2 separate regions of the Mus musculus genome follow, and region 2 is linked to region 1. The links are chromatin contacts, called in public Hi-C maps. All regions are on one chromosome and are shown on one strand. The core of a region is the stretch at or near the end of the contact, and the rest is flanking DNA. Distances in the headings are between cores, read along the strand shown. Region 1 overlaps Susd1 (sushi domain containing 1). Region 2 overlaps Ptbp3 (polypyrimidine tract binding protein 3).

Region 1 (4,951 bases), core at 1,001-3,500:
TGTAGAAATTTGTGTTTTCTTCTCAGCCTCAATTTATTTTCCGTTACTAATATATGACTTGGATTTACTCAAAAAAACAAGTGTGGTGCGATGCAGACATGTGACCATTTCAGTAGTCCAGGTGAATCCAAAGCTGACCTTGGTTCTGTACAAGAGAATTATGTTAACCTACGGGTGTTTCCGGCCCAGGTTCCTTGTTCCTCATGGTGGCTAAATCTGTTCTTAGCCAATAAAAGGAGTATCAATGGTGTATCATTTCCTGAGGTAAAGAATTATTGAATTATCATTCTCATTTCTCCACCCTCCCCCTGTGTGTGTGTGTGTGTGTGTGTGTGTGTGTGTGTGTGTGTGTGTGTATGTGTGTGTGTGTGTGTGTGTAAGCCAGAGAGGTCAACTTTGGGTATTGTTCCACGGTAGCCATCTGTTTTGTTTTTTAACTTTAAAAAGTTTTATTATTTTTAATGATGTGTCTGTGTGCAGTGACTAGAGGTGCCTGTGTCAAATCCCTTGGAGCTGATCTTATAGGTGGTTGTGAACTGTTTGATGTGGGTGTGGGTGCTGGGAACCAAACTTGGGCTTTTGAAATGAGATCTCTCACTACTCTGATCTCACCTACTAGATGGGACAGGGATCTATCCATCAGTCTCCACTTTCCTAGTGTAAGCATATAATGCTAAGTCCAGTTCTGGGCCTCGCTCCAGCATCCCAGAGTAGATTCCAGTGGTATCTAGTGGCCCATCAAGCTGATTACAGTAAATAAATAAGTGAACAGGAAACAAATGAACATCGGGTCTGAGGCTCAGACACAACTCCTTGTGCCTGTGTGGTAAGTCTCTTCTCACTTATCTTGATGGCGGTCTTGAGTTAGTTTTTCCCCAAACAGAACCAGAAGTGCGTATTATTACATTAATGGGGAGTAAAGACTCAGGAAGCAGGATTGGGGACCAACAGAACTAACTAAGAGAAAGAAAGAAACAGTATGAGGATGCTACAACATCCTGGACTCTCTGAGGGGGCGGGGGGCGGGGCGCTGCAGCATCCGGGTCTCCCTGGGTAGAGGGCGCTGCAGCATCCGGGTCTCCCTGGGCAGGGCGGTGCGGCAGCATCTGGATCTCCTCTGGGTACGGGACACTGCTCCACTGCGGATACAACTTTCTGAAAGGCTGTGGAAACTCAGTCACTTATGACAGTGCCTCCAGGGACAAAAAGGGCAATAGCTGGTTCACTAGTGCCGATCCCCAGGGGATTTAACTCCTCTCCCCTTCCAGGCTGCATGTGCTGGAGTGCGTGAGCCACAGAAAGGAAACCCCAGAGCAGGAGGCAAGAAACAGTCACGTTGCCAAGGTGTATGCAGGGCTGGCATACATTAGACTTAAGAACCTGGGAAGTGTCTGGCTCCGCAGGAAAGCTCAAACAGGGTCATGGAATATTCTTTTTGGATGGAATGGCAATTCTTGTCTCCAGGAATGATAGAGCAATGCCTAACTTAAAATGGGTATTTGTTGTTATTTTTCCCCTCCTTTTTGATCTTATTGTAAAAGAAAGTTGTTTTATTATCCTTTAATCATCTGTTCCTAGTGTACAGAAACGCATATTTACCTTATGTCCTGCATCATTCCCGGACTCCTTTCCTGGCCTTCATAGGTTTATGGGTTTGTTTGTTTGTTTTTTAGGGTTTGAATTCTTTAGGTGTCTGCATCTAAGATCATGCCATTTGCAAAGAGAAATAGCTTTAGTTATCTGTCAGAGATTTGACTTTAAGAAGTGAAAAGGTAGGTTCCCCCATGCCATGCTGAACAACTTTTAAGTAGTTGGATAGCAGCGCCCCTTGGAAACTGTGCTACTTAAGGGAGTCGAGTGTTTTCCCACACTGCCAGAGTCATCACTGAAGTGCAAGGTTTTTTAGAACCAGCACAAGTGGGAGAAATCTGGCTTCTCACCAGATCAGGATCCCATGGCTTCTGCTAGAGGAGACCGTGGGTGACCAGGAACTCTGTGGAGAACTTACTTCTTTGCCCCAAGCTTCACCTGAGGGACCGTCCTTCATGGTAACACATGCCACTTCCCCCTTGGGATTCTGCAGTCACCTGAGTGAATGCCTACCACCCAGGCTGAGAGGAGCGAGGAGCAGTAGCTCTCTCCTGTATGCCTTAAGGAAGCTTCCAGTCGGAGCTCATTTCTGGGCCTCGCTGCAGCCTCTGAGTGGAACAGCAGTGGCATCCAGTGGCCCATCAGACTAATCACAGTTGGAGCCCTTCCCCACCCGCAGGCAGGAATCTTTTCCTTTTTTTGCCTGGTCAGGCAATGGGCCAGGCTCATTCATGATGAACCATCTGGGATTGCTTGAATTGCTCAATTCAGCATCCGAACCAGCGCGTGACTGGTGAGCAGCCGAGATACCAGCTGGACAGAGGCCCCGAGTCCACCAGGAGCTCCCCAAAGCCCATGGTTGAGGTTCATGTGTCAATTCTTTTATTTATTTATTTTTCTATTCTAGAAATAATGATAGAAATTCATGATGTGTTGGTGTTTAATGACACCTGTGTGAGATGGCAAATAAGTCCAGAGAGAGTGAACGCCAGGATCGTGTACTTGGTAAGCAAAGGGAGGTGCTTTACCTTGCAAATGCAGAAATGGAAATATGAGCCAAAAGAACTTGCCTATAGGCGCTTCACTTCCCCTCCCCCATTTTCCCTCCTCCTTCCCCACCACCCACCATCTCCTTCCTTTCCTTCTGCTGGCTCCTCTTCCTTCCTTCAGTCACACAAAGTGAAACCATATTTGTTTGCAAATGTATAGTAACAAGCTACAGATAGTGTAACTCATGAAACAGCACACAGTTAATTACTTGGTATAAGCTGGTGTAGACTCTTGCTTGAATATGCAAGTCTCCGTTCCTTGGCACATCTTCTTAAACAGAGATTCTTGAAAACACACATCAACGTTTCAGTTAGAGCCAACACAAAGGCCAAGACAAGGTTAGAAGATGCTTTCAACCTCCATTCATTTAGAAAAGAATTGTTTTCTCTAGCAGGCCGTGAACACTGTTATCACGCAGGTGACCATGGTGGAAGGCAAACCAATGATGCTTCTATAACTAGGAAAACACCAACTAAACCACACTGTTTAGTGCTGCTATCTTCCAGCTATACGGTTTCAATGAGAAATATGAAGGTTCTTAGTCAGTCTAATTGTTTTCTGGTTCTATTGCCCTGTTTTAAAAAATGGGTGGGATTTTTGAGCTATACACATATTTCACATCTAGCATGTATGCCATCTGACCAGGTATGAGTGTGGGACTGGCATTTCTGTTTGGCATTCTCTTTATTGCTCGTTTCCAAGCACTTGTGCTTTCCTGCCCCAGAGAAGGCTGGACGCACGTGCTGATTTGGCAGGAGAACTTCCTTTTATTGTTGATCTTTTGTGGTCAGAAGAGCCATGAATTCTCACTTCTGTCTCAGCTTAGGTCTCATTGGTTCCTGGGATGATTAGGCCTGGTCCTCAGGTACCTGATGGCAGAGCAGGCCCTCTCTCTCCTCCGTGGTTATTCAACTCCGGGGTTACATAGTATCTAAGATGGGACCCTCAGAGAAACAGCGCTCAGCACCATAAAGCCTCCGTTATTCTGACTGGAGTCATGGTGGATTCTCTTGTCTTTCCTCTTCTAAAGATACGCGTTGAAAGACAGCAGCCGGATGCTGCGGAATCAGTTTATGAGGAGACAGTCAATGTGACCACAGACAGCAGAACCCCAGAAGTGTGCCTGCACCTCCAACAAGGAACCAATTACACCATAAGCATTTCTGCAGCCCCTCCCAGGCGCTCTGTGCCCGCCATCCTTGGCTTCCAGACCCCTGGTAGGTAAAGGGAAAGAGGCATTTCCTCCTGGGGAGTCCTGAGCACAGATGTGGAGAACCAAGAGGGGAGGGGATTTCTGTTGGTGTGGGCAGAGGGATGAAGCTACTCCGTGGGTAGAGCCAGAGTAGGCGTAGTAGGAAAAATTCTTATTCTGTTGAGGTCCAGCTGAATGGCGCTGGCAACTGTTTCTCAGCTGAGTCCTTGGAGACAAGTGGTGGTAGCAGAAGGAACATTAGATGATGATGTCATGGGTTTCCAGATCTACAAGAGATAGAGGATCTTACAGCTTATATTTGCTAGAAAGCCCAACAGCCCTTTCTTTCCTTTGCTTAAGAAAGAGGAGGAACAGAGGAGCTGAAGGGTGGCTTCTTATTTACTATGAACTGGTCTGGCTGCTGAATCGGCTAACAGTGGTTACGCGGGAGCAGGAGGCAGCCCGAGGGTGCAGAGGGGTCCATATTGGTTGAATGGGGGAGTGGACCCAGAGGAGCATTAAGAAGTAGGAGCAGGAGCCAGATGTTGTAGTGCATGCCTTTAATCCTCGCACTCTGTAGTCAAGTGGGTTTCTGTGAGTTCGAGGGCAGCCTCATCTATAAAGAAAGTTCCAGGCCAGTCAGGGCTGCTTAGTGAAACCATGTCTAAAAGAAAAAAGAGAAAGAGGAATAGGGGCTGGGATGATGGCTCAGCTCAGTTAGTAAAGTGCTGGGCACGTAGCATAAAGACCTGAGTTTGGATGCCCAGCACCTGTGTTCAAAGCCCTGAATAGTCAGTCATGTATCTGAAATCTCAGCGCTGGCAGACAGGATGCCTGGGGCTTGCTGGCCAGCCAGTGAGTTCCAGGCTCAGTGAGAGACCTTTTGTTAAACATAAATAATTCAGGGCACCCAGAGTTGACCTCTGGCTCCTCTGCACACACATGCACCCTAGACACACGCAACCATACACACATATAAACACATGCATGTACAAAAACAGGCTTGTATGCGAAAAGTAGGAATAGATCACTGCATATAATTTATGGGATTTAAAAAATATTCCATAATCAGAGTGAGTTGTGTGAACTTTATGCTCAGGCTGGTGCAGCAAGCACTTT
Region 2 (4,951 bases), core at 691-3,190, 120 kb before region 1:
GGAGAAGAGATCTTACTTCTGAAAGTTTTCCTCTAACTTCCCCACTTGTACTGTTGAACACATGAATGTGTATGCATCCACAGGCACACATATACATAAATACATTTTTTAATTCTGAAGGGAAGATATATATAGTAAACTTCAATATAGACATGCATTTATGATGCGCATTGTGTTAGATAATCACTTGTAATCCAGTATAATCTTTGTAGTCATTCATTACTGCATCTAAACTGTCTTATCAAAGATAGTCCACTAAATCAGGGCTAATAGTATTTAATATTTACAAATTGGAAAGTCCCCTAATTACACAGTTTTCTAGAGGGTAAAACTGGACAGACTTCCTCCAATAAGGCCATATCTCCTAATCCTTCCCAAACAGTTCCACCAACTTGGGACCAAGTATCAAACATGAGCCTTTGGGAGCCATTCTCATTCAACCTTCCATGGCATCTCCATGGCCACTGTAGACTTGTGGCTGTATTATAATATAAAGTCATTTCATCTACTTTCTAAAGTCCCCATAGTCTTTCTTTCAGTCTCATATAGTTTAAGGGTGCCAGGCCTTGTCACAAGCAAGCAACTGAATATGGCAGTGTCATCTATGTGGTCCTGGCTTTAGCATCATGAAGGACACAGGAGTAAAGGGGTTGTGGAATCTTCTATAGTTAAGGAGAACCCCTGGGGCTAGGCACTGTGTGGTAGCTGCCTGTGTTGGGTAGATCCTTGCTGCTTTGAACCACAGTGTTTAAAAGTCCAAAGTTCAAAGTCCCTTTTAAAACTCAAGGAAGTCCCTAATTGTAGTCCCTTGTAAAATCAAAAAGCAAATTATATAGTAGCACAGAGCATACATTACTGTGGGAAGCCGCCCTCACATTCGCCATTACAAGATGGCGCTGACATCCTGTGTTCTAAGTGGTAAACAAATAATCTGCGCATGTGCCAAGGGTAGTTCTCCACCCCATGTGCTCTGCCTTCCCCGTGATGACAACTCGGCCGATGGGCTGCAGCCAATCAGGGAGTGACACGTCCTAGGCGGAGGATAATTCTCCTTAAAGGGGACGGGGTTTCGCCATTCTCTCTCTTGCTCTCTGGCTCCTAAAGATGTAAGCAATAAAGCTCTTGCTTGCTCTCTGGCTCTTGCTCTCTTGCTCTGGCTCTTGCTTCTTGCTCCTGAAGATGTAAGCAATAAAGCTCTTGCGCTCTTGCGCTCTTGCCCTCGCTCTTGCACTCTTGCTCTCTGGCTCCTTAAGATGTAAGCAATAAAGCTTTTGCCGCAGAAGATTCCGGTTTGTTGCGTTCTTCCTGGCCGGTCGCGAGAACGCGTGTAAGACATTACCATTCCAAAAGAAAAGAATGGAGGCATAGTAAGGAAATAAGTAAGGAAAGAAAGTAAGAAAAGAAAAGAATGGAGGCATAGTAAGGAAATACTGAACCAAAGAAAGACTGGAACTCAACAGGGCAAATTCTATAAACCCTACAGCTCCGCGTCCAGTGTCAGAAGGGCTGAGATGACTCCATCCCTCCAGCTCTGCTGCCTGCAGGATACATCTCTTCCTCTGCCTGGTTTCATTCCCCATGCACAGTTTTCCTTTGTAGATACCTCATAACTCTGGCGTGCTTAATATCTTGGCATCTCCAGTGCAGCCCAAGCTGTTTGTCCTCTCAGGGCCTTTGTGTAGGGACATGCCTGGCATAAGTGGTTCTCCTATACTCTGGAAGATTTCACAACCTCTTTATTGTTGGATCCTTCATGACTCTAAAGCCAGAACCACTTGGATGGTGCTGCTATGTTTAGGTGCTTGCTTTGAGATGGATCCTGGCCCTCTTGAACCACATTTGCAGCAGATTTTCTTTGTTGCTTTTACCAAAGCAGAAAATTCCTAATGCCTTTTATAGAAGTTGGTAGCCTGATGGGTGCATTTCAGGGCTTTCATTTCCCCTTAATCTTACCTCTTTCAGCACAAGCCTTGGCTCCTTTCCTGGGGCTCTTATTGTCATCTTCTCTTCAAACTGTGCATTTTGTACTTCTTTTTCCCTTATTACTCTTACTCATTGTAGATCTGCATAACTGTGATTACTAAGAACCACATGGCAGAGTCAATACTAGGCTAGAGACCATTTTTTGTGGTATTTTTGCCAATGACTGTATATGCTTTCTGCCCTTGTCCTAAGAATTTGTTGCAACATAATTTAAAAGTAACACTAATTTCTTTAGTGGACAAATCTCTAGCCCAGTTGCTAATATTATTCACCCTCGGTGCTAGAGAGATGGCTCAGTGGTTAAAAGCATTGACTGCACTTCCAAAGGTCCTGAGTTCAATTCCCAGCAACTACATGGTGACTCACAACCATTGCTATTGGGATCCGATGCCTTCTTCTGGTGTGTCTGAAAACAGCGACACACGTACCTTTGGATCTATATGACTAAATGAAGAGTTGTAGGGTGTGTGTGTACCAAACTGAAATGTATCTGAATTCAAAAATTATAAAGTCTAGAGCCCTTAGACATCCTTTTACTTGCCCATCATCATATCAGTTATGATGGGACTGAGACTTACTTCCAGTGTTCTTTGCTATGCATGTAAATTCTAAATATACTAATTAGTAGGACTACTTTATTCCTTTCAATAATTATCTGAGTACCAGTTTGAAAATAAGTACACCTGTAAAGCATTTCCTAGATACTTAAATGGTGATGTTCGTAGACACCCTTGTCTTTTCCTAAAAGTGGTTCAGTAGTTCAATGATTGGTTGCATTGTTCTGTTAAATTTGTTTTCTGTTTATTGCACAAAGTAGCACTTAACAGTCAAAGGCTTGAATTGTAACTGGTTTTTATTTTATTTCACAAAGATAATAACCTATGTGATCCATCAGCAGAGTGTCTGCATTTGCTTCTGTAATGTTGTGGTAATTTATATTCTTATAAAAGATACTTTTAAACCTATGACTCAACACTGCCACCACCCAGCAGGTGTGTTAGTCAGTGTCATGAGGTCATGCCTAACAGTCTAGTTACCTTTTCCCGGAAACTAACAAGACTTACTTTCTCCTATAGATGTTCCTAGAGACCTGGGTGAGCAGGACTATTTTCAATTCTCAGTACCATCAGTTGGATTAATACTCTCAGTCTTTAGTTACAAAAGTCATTGTTTAGTTCTTCCCAGTGCTGTTGGAAAAAGAAAAATCTTTACCATAGCTCCTTAGGCCCCACAGACAAATGTTTACACCATTCCTCATCCTTGGTACCTAGCATTCTTGCCTGTAACACCTTGGCCTTTCTGGTGCCCTGCCCATCTGTTATCTGTCCTCCCGGCTAGCCCTGTCTTTACTTACCTTTGTGTTTCTTGGCTTTGCCATACTCCTTAACCTACAAAGTCAGGCTGATGTCCAGCTCAGACGCTTCCTCCTTAAGGAGTCTTCCTTCACTTAAGTCCTCTCCCTCAACACTGTACCTCGTTCATCCCTCTCTGCCTTAGTCATTATTATGTTGTTGTGAAGAGACACCATTATCATGGCATTGAGGGCAGCGGATGGTGGCGTGCAAGCAGCTATTGAAGCAGTAGCTGGGAGCTACATCCTGAACTTTAGGCAAAGAGAAACTCTGGGCGTGGCATGGCTTTTTGACACCTCTAAATCCACCCCCAGTGAACACTTTTCAAGTAGTATGAGCCTATTGTGGCCATTCTGATTCAAACCACCACATCATCCAAGAGATAGAGTGGTTAAAGCTAGAGGCGCTGGGGCTGGTTTGAATCTTGCTCTAATGCTGTTCTGTAATCTTGGTGTGTTAATTACTTTTCTCAATACTGTAACAGAATACAAAAGCAATTTAAGGAAGGATTTGAGGGTTCGAGTGCATAGTCAGAGAAGACCAGGCAGTCAGAGTGATTTTACAGTGATTGCAGGGGCCACTCAACCAGCCATATTGTGTCCTCAATCTGGAGGCAGAGAATACACTAGGTGTCAAGCTGGCTTCCTCCTTTGTTTCTTTTTATTCAGTCCAAGAGGACATGGTGCCGTCTATATTCAGGGTGAGTCTTTCTTTCTCAGCTTGAAACAGCCTCCAAAAGCACCTAGAGGGGCTGGAGAAAGGACTCAGCTGTCGTGTGTACTGGCAGCTCTTCCATAGAGCCTAGATTTGATTCCCAGCCTCCACAGAAGGTGAAGAGCTGTGTTACTCCAGTTCTGGGAGATCTCACATGGTCTTCTGGCCTCTGGAAACCAGGTGCACAGTGGTATATAGCAGCAAGCAGAACATTAATTCCCAGCTCTTGGGGGACAGAGGCAGCTGGATCCCTGGAATGAGTTTGACCCTCACTCTGGAAAACATAAAAGTAATTTAGCATTGGTAACTACAGATCTGTTAGAAATATTCCCTATATTCTTGTTTATTCCTCCTTTTTATTTTGCTTATTTATTTTTTTGAGACTGGCCTCAATCTTTAACTCACAGAAGTTACCTTTCTCTGCCTTTCAAGAGCTGGGATTAAAGGCATATACTCCAGGCCTAGCTTTTTTATTTCTCTTAACAGAAGACATTTCAGCAAGACTGACCTTAACCACCTTCCTACTTTCTCAGTAGGGCTCCATTTAACCTCAGCCCTCTCTCCTCTTCTCATTTTTCTTATAATACTTTTGTTATGGTACCCTTTGCCAATTTATTGTCTTAATAAAGCAGAAAATTTTGTTGTCCCCCCACTTTTTTTTTGCCAGTGCTTAGAAAAGTGCCTTATAATTATTGAATTAGTTGAACAAGCCTTTGTTGCAACATCTTATATCTGCTTATAAAAGCCTTCAGAAGTAGCTGATGACTTAGAAGGATGAAATCATTGACTCATTTGACTTCTTGTTTCAATTCATACACTTGTGAACATCTTTATATCAAACTATTAGTTAATTACAGTTGTTACCTTCTGTTTTAGAATTGTACCATTTGTACATAGTATAA

What was found. Hi-C and Micro-C count contacts between places; a contact is called where the count stands out from the background.
Region 2: a Hi-C map of bone marrow-derived macrophages shows a contact between it and region 1, with 24 read pairs. The contact joins two enhancer-like sites. A contact is called at or near these places in 1 of 15 datasets of contacts at CTCF or cohesin (large pre-B cells), 14 of 484 Hi-C or Micro-C datasets (B cells, the C2C12 cell line, the G1E-ER4 cell line and 10 more), 2 of 115 datasets of contacts at active chromatin or transcription factors (embryonic stem cells and kidney) and 3 of 9 other capture datasets (adipose tissue, liver and pancreatic islet).

What each region holds. Positions count from the first base shown.
Region 1 is chr4:59,378,505-59,383,455 of GRCm38.p6, reverse strand. It overlaps Susd1 (sushi domain containing 1), which reads left to right. Exons shown (of 17, transcript NM_001163288.2): 7 at 2,498-2,595; 8 at 3,671-3,857. Among named protein-coding and RNA genes, the nearest start is that of Susd1, 58 kb to the left of the region's middle. Within about 2 kb of position 2,250, at least 41 of the 459 cell types and tissues checked have an H3K27ac peak or open chromatin away from gene starts, as enhancers often do. A contact at or near this core is called in bone marrow-derived macrophages, where this site is marked.
Region 2 is chr4:59,495,035-59,499,985 of GRCm38.p6, reverse strand. The region is part of intron 5 of Ptbp3 (polypyrimidine tract binding protein 3); the gene reads left to right. Among named protein-coding and RNA genes, the nearest start is that of Ptbp3, 52 kb to the left of the region's middle. Within about 2 kb of position 1,940, at least 2 of the 459 cell types and tissues checked have an H3K27ac peak or open chromatin away from gene starts, as enhancers often do. A contact at or near this core is called in bone marrow-derived macrophages, where this site is marked.